3 separate regions of the Mus musculus genome follow, and all the other regions are linked to region 1. The links are chromatin contacts, called in public promoter capture Hi-C maps. All regions are on one chromosome and are shown on one strand. Each heading gives the region's core, a stretch centred on a gene start, on an enhancer-like site or on the middle of the called end of the contact. The rest is flanking DNA. Distances are from core to core; before and after follow the strand shown.

Evidence for each region. Capture Hi-C pulls out chosen DNA fragments and counts their contacts.
Region 2: a contact with region 1 is called in a promoter capture Hi-C map of adipose tissue. The contact joins the promoter of Lamc3 here to the promoter of Abl1 in region 1. A contact is called at or near these places in 5 of 115 datasets of contacts at active chromatin or transcription factors (embryonic hindbrain, embryonic stem cells and large pre-B cells) and 2 of 9 other capture datasets (adipose tissue and liver).
Region 3: a promoter capture Hi-C map of pancreatic islet shows a contact between it and region 1. The contact joins the promoter of Fibcd1 here to the promoter of Abl1 in region 1. A contact is called at or near these places in 1 of 484 Hi-C or Micro-C datasets (CD4 T cells), 2 of 115 datasets of contacts at active chromatin or transcription factors (both in embryonic stem cells) and 3 of 9 other capture datasets (adipose tissue, embryonic stem cells and pancreatic islet).

Annotation. Positions count from the first base shown.
Region 1 is chr2:31,758,492-31,761,360 of GRCm38.p6, forward strand. Abl1 (c-abl oncogene 1, non-receptor tyrosine kinase) reads left to right here and starts at 1,448. Exons shown (of 11, transcript NM_009594.4): 1 at 1,448-1,624. The coding sequence starts at 1,546.
Region 2 is chr2:31,885,887-31,888,755 of GRCm38.p6, forward strand. Lamc3 (laminin gamma 3) reads left to right here and starts at 1,395. Exons shown (of 28, transcript NM_011836.4): 1 at 1,395-1,857. The coding sequence starts at 1,458.
Region 3 is chr2:31,844,580-31,847,448 of GRCm38.p6, forward strand. Fibcd1 (fibrinogen C domain containing 1) reads right to left here and starts at 1,426. Exons shown (of 7, transcript NM_178887.4): 1 at 1,132-1,426. The coding sequence starts at 1,203.

The sequences.
Region 1 (2,869 bases), core at 198-2,697:
TTTGTGTACTGGTGGCACCCCCTCAGTGTTACGGTCGGCATCATGGAATCATGGAGAGGTTGGCAGGATCAAGACAGCGCTAGTCAGCATGTGGGCTCTCACAGAAAATGGTCTCCCAGGATCAGGAAAGTATCCAGTTGGTACCCTTGCCTCCTGGGCACTCTGGTCCTTTTCTCCAGGAGATTGAATGGCGTGAGTTCTGAAAGTCCCCTGGGTACTTGTGAGGCCTGTTCTGGCAGCAAAGTAGGTCCACTTGGCTTCAGACACATTTTTGGCACAGACACATTTTTGGGTTGATTAGCACGAAAAGTGTGTGACATCCTGGCTGAGAGGCCTGTCACAGGCACAGTCATGGCACTGTTTTTTTTTTTTTTTTCTTTTGCTTTTCGAGACAGGGTTTCTCTGTATAGCCCTGGCTGTCCTGGAACTCACTCTGTAGACCAGGCTGGCCTCGAACTCAGAGATCCACCTGCCTCTGCCTTCTGAGTGCTGGGATTAAAGGCGTGGGCCACCACGCCCGGCAGGTGATAACTTTTGTCATGGATCTAGCTATCCGGTACAGTCTGCTTAGAAGCCAAGAGACCAAACTTTGGAACCAGGCAGACCCTGACTGAGTTGAGTCTTCTGGTTTCCACCATGTGACCTTCTGGAGTGTCTGTTCTCACATGAAGAATCTGGGTCATGATATAACTTTCCTCACAGGATTAGGTGCACGCACCCTCTGGGTACCAAGGCACATGGAGCACTTCTCAGAGAACCATCCTGGGACAGTCAGCTCTTCAAGTGCAAGGATGGGGACCAGACTTTTAGTTATGTGACATTATTTCATAAGTTTATTTTTCCCTTGTCATTGGAACTTGGGTGAGTTTTTATTAGATTTGTTGTAGTTGGGGTCCTTGTTTCCCACCAACTTAGTGCCAGTAGTCCACTGCTGTGACCATTGCTTAGTTAAAATCTTGTTGGTAACCTCGAGCTAGCGTTTAGGAAAACAAAAACTCACCGTGAAATGGATTCAAACATTACCTGTGGCACCAAAAACAGGGGAAATTCTTGTAAAAATGAGGTCAGGAAGGACCGCCATTCCAGCCCACAATGAACACGCACCATAGAGACATTTCCCTAAGCTTAAACTCACAACTCCAGGTCTAAATGGGTGGTTGGACCCGCGTCCGGTATTCGGTATTCCTGTGGGTTCCAGCCCTGACTGTTCACATTCCTCAGATACCCACTTTAGGTTTAATCACAGTCGCTCCCCGAGACCAGTCCTGGTAACTTGAGAGGAATTTGCATTTCCACCGACCTTCCCGGACACGCGGCAGGGGCAGGGGCTACGCCAGCGCAGCTACGCAGCTGGGGAGGGCGTGGAGCCTTCCCTTGGCCTGGAAGGGGTTAAGGGACGGCTGGGGCGGGGCGCTGGGCCCTTTGTTACCGGCCTAGGCGGGAGGCGGGAGGCGGGACGCGGGCCTGGGCGCGGGCCTGCTGGGAGCGCGGCCTGGCGGGGCTGGGGGCCCGGGGTGGTGGGGCCTTCGCCGTGGCCACGGGACCATGTTGGAGATCTGTTTGAAGTTGGTGGGCTGCAAATCCAAGAAGGGGCTCTCTTCGTCCTCCAGCTGCTACCTGGAAGGTAAATCCTGGCCTGGGCGCGGGGCCCACCAGGACTGTCCTGCCCGCCCGTGCCCTGTGTGTTCTAGGTCCCCAGTCTTCTCCCTCTGAGGCCTCTGCGGGTGCTGGTGGCTCATTCGGACTTCCAGAAAGAGAGAGAGAGCCGCGGCTTTGGCGCTGGCGGGGCCCAAGCGCATAGTGTGGCTCCTGCCCAGAAAGTTTGAAAAAGTCAGTGCCACAGGCCTTAAGGTCCTTGTGAGCCCACGTTGTGGTGTTTCCACTGCCAACTGGGAATTGTATGTCACAAAGGTGGACCTACACCAAGTGCCGCGTACAAAGGGATCCCGCTCTACCATTTATGGGTACAGAATTTCATGTGAACTTTCCACCCCCACCCCCACCTTTCTGCAGACCATGAAGAGGTCTTGGGGATTGTCTCTTTTTAGAAGAGAAAGAATGGTTTTGCTTGTATTTCCAGGAGTTTTGAGAGCTTCCAGTTTGATGCTTGGTGAGGGAGCCCCTCATGTTTTGTTCTTTGCATAAACTTAGAGCCAGGAGCCTGTTGCTTTTGCCTGCTTTACCCTGCTCCTCCAATTCCATGCCTCCTTCCTGTTGTCTTTAGTGTTTGGGTCTAAAAGGATGGCAAGGGAAAAGGGTGAGTGGTGAGTGCTGGGGACTCGGCTGTGGCCAGGCCTGTTAGAGTATAGCTGACCTTTGTGGGGACTGCTGCCTTCTTCAGAAGGGCAGAAGCACTCACAGATGTGTGGTGCCCTGGCTTTTCTGGCTGTTTCATGTAAGAGTTAAGATAGGAGTAAAAATGTAAAGTTTTCTTCAGAGCAATTTGGATTTCTACTGTTTTGAATTGTAAAGAATTGAAGGCTTTTCAATATCTAACCTGCTTCCCCGACCCCCCTTCCAAGTCTTTGACTCAAAGACCTACAGGGCCCCACATGACCCAGCTCAGACTTAGGTGCCCAGCTCGGGTAGAGGATGTTCTCCCTTTGCTAGAAGGGAGTATAAGGGACTTCGCTATAAGTCACAGTAAGATTTCAGCCCCTCCGGGGATTTCAGGGCCTGGATTCCTGAGAGGAGCTTGGTGTGGATGGCATGAGCTCAGGGCCTACCACTTAGAGGGAGGGAGATGGTTTATTTGTCCCCAGAGTTGGCATCTGAGCGGCCAGAATCATCCTCAGTTAATGCGTTGCTTATTTTTTCCAAGTTGCTCCACACTCTCCGCACATTTCTCCTCCCCATCTGTATCCAGTTA
Region 2 (2,869 bases), core at 145-2,644, 130 kb after region 1:
GGGACCTCAGAGGCTGCCACACAGAACACTGTTCCCAGGGAAGCCACTGTCACTACAGTACAGCTGGTGCTGACTGCAGCAGAGGTGTGTGTGTGTGTGTGTGTGTGTGCTCGTGTGCACATGCGTGCACCATTAGGGCTATGGTTAGCACACAGGGATCTCAACACAGGCTATAGAAGTGAAATATGTAGAGAAACCTTCTTTCTCTGGGACCTCATGTATACCAGAATATTCGTCCAGAAGGACAGAAGCTAGCTCCAGGGACCCTGGCTGCAAAGGCAGATAGAAGGAGAAGATTCGGGGGCAGTCTTAGTGAGACAAGGTGTGGGCTCTGCCACAGCCCCATGGGTGATACAGAAGGGGCCCAGATATCATGTGACTAATGGCTTCTGTGTTGTGCAGTGTGGGTCTCTCGCCTACTCAGTCTCTCAAGGAAATCAATAGAAGCCTTGTAGGTTGAATTGAGACAGTATCTAAGGACCTCACCCAAGCTGAGCCCTTGATTAAGAGATATTAGGGGTGCAGGAGTCTGCTCTGCAGACAGAGGCAAAGAACATGGGCCTCCTTGGTGGTCCGCGTCCACAGCAACAGGAGTCCATTTTCATCCCAAACTTGCCTTTGTCCTCCTCTCAAGGTGTCCTTGTGATCCTGTATCTAGCTAGCAGTGTAAGGAAGGAGGCCCCAGAGGGGGCTAGCACAAGGCTCCCTACCACAATTTGCCCTGTACCCCTGACTACCCATGCCAGACCCCAAGAGAACCACTTCCTTAACCCTGATCATAACTTTCATGCAGGGTTGGAGTCTTACTGGATCTATCCAACCGTGGCTGTGGGAATCTGACGGTGTCCCGCTCCCATGGGATCATTTTGTTTTACTGTCTACAAGGGCCAGAAGGTGCCTTGGGAAGGACATTAGTTTGGTGGAGAGAAGGGGAGGCCTCTGTTGATAAGAGGAAGCCTTTTGATAAATCCCAGGTGACAATATCTGCTTTGGGAGGAGACGCCAGGAGCGCAACACTTTTGACAGAGAACACTGGACAGGTACGGAGGAAAACTGCCAAAGGTCATTCTGTCAGGTGAAGACCTGCGCTTGTCTTGCCTTTCAGCTCAGGAAGGTACACAAGTGCAGAGCTTCCATAGAAGAGCCGCATTAGCAGAATAACTTGGTGTCTCTACCGAGACCATTTTGCAGGGAGGACTGTGGAGCCAGGTTCACAGTTCCCGAGTCCACGACCCAGCCAGAACAAGCAGGCACTCCCAGGCACGTCCAGCAGGTGGGGGTGAGCACGAAGGGACGGAGCTCGGATGGTGGGGTGTCGCCTGCATGGGTCCCGCCCTCAGATGCCGTCGGGTTCCGCCTGCAGGGGAGGACTCCAGGGGCCAGTGGAGCGCAGAGGGGCTAAGCGCAGACCGCAGCGTAGAGTGGATCCCGGAGCAGTGCAGAGCGGGGCGAGGACCATGGCTGTATCCAGGGTCCTGTCCCTCCTGGCAACGGTGGCATCGATGGCGCTGGTGATTCAGGAGACACACTTCGCGGCAGGCGCGGACATGGGCTCTTGCTACGACGGTGTGGGACGCGCACAGCGCTGTCTGCCTGAGTTCGAGAACGCGGCGTTCGGCCGACGCGCCGAGGCCTCCCACACGTGCGGACGGCCCCCGGAGGACTTCTGTCCACACGTGGGGGCACCAGGGGCTGGGCTACAGTGCCAGCGCTGCGACGATGCTGACCCCGGACGACGCCACGACGCCTCCTACCTCACAGACTTCCACAGCCCCGATGACAGCACCTGGTGGCAGAGCCCATCCATGGCCTTCGGGGTGCAGTACCCCACCTCTGTTAACCTGACCTTGAGCTTAGGTAAGCATGCACCCTGTCACCTTATATCCAAACCATGGAGGCCCAGGCAGAGGGCTGTGCACGCTGGGGCAGACTGCAGCACCCCACGGGTAAGGAGTCAGAACCTGCAAGCCCTGGGTAGCAAGAGGTCAGCCCAGGGGGCTCCCCTAAGGGCTTGGGGGAGCAGAAGGCTCCCCTCAGCTGTGGAACTGGGTACAGCAACAATTCCCTGGAAGAACTGTTAAGGAAGGTGGGGGTCATACTTCCATGATGATCTATCTGATCCATCCTCTAAGACCCGAACTTGTAATCCGGTCAGCTTCGATGCCCTGTGGACGGACCTCTGACGCTGTGAGCAGTTTGGGAATGGGCGTTAGGGCAGTTGCCACCAAATGTGAATGCTGTAGTACCCTGGGCAGGACAGCCAGTTTCTTCCTGCCACTGGATAGCCAGCCTGGGCGTTTCGAGTGGCCCCTCCGCATTGTTCTTGATTGCTCCACCCAGACTGAGGCAAGATGAGGGAGCACAAGGCCCTTGAGGCTGGGAACCCAGGGGTCCACTTCTACCTTGAAACTGGACTATTCTCTACCCACTCCAAGTTCAGATGAGCCCAGCGATCTCCTCAGGTTCCTTGCTATGTCCTGAATACTGTGTAAATCTTCCAAAGGTTTGATAACTTGGATTTGGTATTTTCATAACTCATTTTGACACTAAACGTGACCTGAGGCGATTTCTAACCTTGGTGTATCCTAGTAAGGGCCAATATTCATACATTTTGTTACTGGATCTCATTTGAGAGCAGCTTACAGCCGCAGAATGAAGCCTGTGAGCTAAGCACTCTTCCCCTGAGCTACATACATCCTCAGCACGCCTCTGAAAGTCCAAGGTACATCAGGAGCAGAGTTTGGATAACATCTAATGAAACTATGCCCCAGTGAAAAGCTGGAGGCTCAGAGAGGTTAAGTGCTTTGTGCAGAGACACACAGCTGCTAAATGACAGTCAGGACCCACACATTCCTGTGCAATGGAGGTC
Region 3 (2,869 bases), core at 176-2,675, 86 kb after region 1:
GGAAGAGTTAAGAAGGGGGACAGACCACCCAGGGAGGCAATGGAACCAGTCTGAGGTTAGAAAAGTAGAGTCCCTGCTCTCTGGCCCACATGCTGTGTGGCTTGGGCATATTCAACCTCCCTGATCTTCATCTGGGATATGGGAAGTGTATACTAGTGAAGAGCCAGCTTTGCAAACAAGCTAGCCGGTCCCCTTACCAGACCAGTGTTACTCGGAAAGAAAGGCAGGTTGCAGCTTTGATTAGTGAGGAGTGGCCACGCCCACCCCTGCCACCTCCTCCTTCTCTGGTTGCAAACTCTCACTGTTCCTTCCCCAGTGACATCTGTCTGGGAGAAATTTAAAATTTAAAACGGGCAGCCCCATTATCTGCTCTCCTTGGCAAACGGCCTCCTCAATTCGCTTGTCTATGCCAGTCCCTTGATGGCCCAGCCTGGGGCAGTCCTGCGGCCACCCCTCTGCTTCCGACTCCGGATGCCCAGTACCTCAGCAGCCCCTCCCTGTTCTGTCCCAGCTGGTGCAGTGCACAGCCCTGGGCATCCTCCAAGCCGGGACACTTCACTGTCCCTGCAGAGGCAGTAGGGAGAGAGGATCAGCCAGACCCAGGTTCAAATCCCTGTAGGGCTTCGTGGCCTCGGGCTGCAGCGGGACCTCTCTGAGCCTTGCTCTCCTGAAAGTCAGAGAATCACAGTGCCTAGGCTTCTTATAGGAGATTAATATTTACTGTTCCCCAATTGAATTTGGGCGCCTAGGTAAAGAGGGCGGATCTGGGGGGCCGGTCCTGTTCTTGAAGCCTGGAAAGATGTGCGGGGCGCCTGGCACAGGTTAAGGAATTTCAAGTGAGGAGGACCCCCATTGAGGCTGTGGGCGAACGGGACTCTGCGCGCGGTCATCTGTTGGCTGTCCCCAACTGAAGGGCTGATCCACAACCAACTATAGGTCTTCTCTTCCCTCTGCACAAGCAAGCACAGGGGTCTCCGGTGGGGGTGGGGACTGGCTGCAGCGGGTGCCTTCTGCAGGGAGCCCAGAGTTCAAGACTCCGCTGAGGGGAGGAGGAGAGCAGGTGCTCCCACTAAGCTCTGCACAAGCTCACCAAACTCCAGCCCCCACACCCGTCCCCGCGCCCGTGGGTACCTGCGGTTTGTCGCGCGGTCGGTCCTCAAGTTGGGACGCGCTGCCCACGGTCTTCCACCGCTCGTGGACCATCTTCCAGCAAGACCAGCGGGGTTGCGGGGCAAGGGCGAGTGCAAAGGAGGCGAGGGGTGCACAGGGTGCGTTGCACTCGCAGGAGGTCCCCTCGGTGCCGGGGATCCGGGGTGGCCCGGGAGCGGCGGCCGCCAGCTAGGCTGCGTGTGAGCGCGTGTGATTGCTGGGAGCGCGGGCGCGAGCCTCCGAGAGCCGCCCGCGCCGCGCCGTCCCCGCGTCCCGCTCCCGCGCCTCCCGCGCGCTCCGCCCTCTTCCTCCCGGCTCAGTCTCCGCGTCTTCGTCTCGGACCCTCAGGGCCTTTTATTGCTCCCCGCGGCTTCCCGAGCACGCGCGCGCGCCCCCCGAGGGCTCTAAGAGTGACTCCCGCTCTAGCCCGGTCGCTGGGGGGTGAGGAGGACTATTCAGCAGCAGCGAGCGTGACGACAGCCACGGGCTCCTCGAGGAACCTGCGCGCCCTGCGGCGCCCCGCGCAAACTTCCTCTCGGGTGGGACTCGTCTAAGTCCCTAGGAAGGGGCTAGGCAGAGACCGTGTGACCCTTTCGGGGCTCCGAGGTTCCAGTCCCGGGGCAAGTGTGCGCGTGGCCCGCTAATCTCCAGCCCTGTGGCCTGGTGCTGGAGTCCCCGACTCCGCAGCCAGGCTGGCCCCTATGGCATCTGCCCACCCGGAGTCCCGAACAACACCTCGCTCCGCCCCGCCCCCCCCAAGCCGGCCTGGAGCTATCCCAACCGCGGGAGGAGGGATCTGAGCCACCAGTGGGGGCTTCTCAGTCGTCCCTCCCACTAGCAACACTTTTTAAAGCGTTTAATCCGCCCGAGCAGCCTTCGGAGGTAATTGACAAAGTCCTTAATCTGCGCGGTTAACGAGCTGCTGTTGTGACTCCGACCGCGTGGCTCCCACGCGCCCCACGCCGAGCCCCGCCAGCCGCCCTTCCCCCCAGCTCCGCAGAGACGCCTGGGCCCCCCGCTATTTCTTAAAGCTGTTTTCCGGCTTCGGGGCGCTCTGGCCGCCTTGCTGTTCCCTGGCACCGGCGTCGTCTCTCTCCCACCGGTTTCCAGTCTGTTGCCTCATCTTCGTCTACGTCCCTCTTCTCGTCCCTCTAGGTGCCTGGCAAGCGTGGGGCAGGCTTTGCGAGGGTGGGGCCCGAGCCTAACACAGACAGAGTGGTCCCGGGACCACAGCTGAAGCTAGGCACTGTGGCCACGTGCCCTTCCAGACTGTCACCAGCCAGAAACTGGATCCCACAGTCTGCACTTCCAGTGTTCCGGGTGGCTGGGGTCTCCCGCGGTCCCAGCCCGGCTTCCGGACAGTAAGCTGCCGGAGTTACTTACTGCCCAGTCACCCCAGGCTGGGGTCAGAAGCCCACATCCTAGAGGATGAACATGTGTCGCCCTGCACACACCCCTCCCCCATGCTCCCTCATCACTTAAGAGGGTTGTAGGTGACCCAGAGATCCTTCAGGCCTAAGCAGGAAACTGTGATTACTGGCCACTGAACCTCTCTTGACTCAGGTTCCCCTTGTATCCAAAGGGTTAACAGCACCTCACTCTGAAGGGCTCTCTCTTCCGGGGTTCAGAGGCAGGCACCATACATAAGCATCTGAGGGGTTAGTGTTAGCTGGGGTTCATACTTCCCGCTATAAACGCAGGCAGGCTTCTGCTCTCTCGG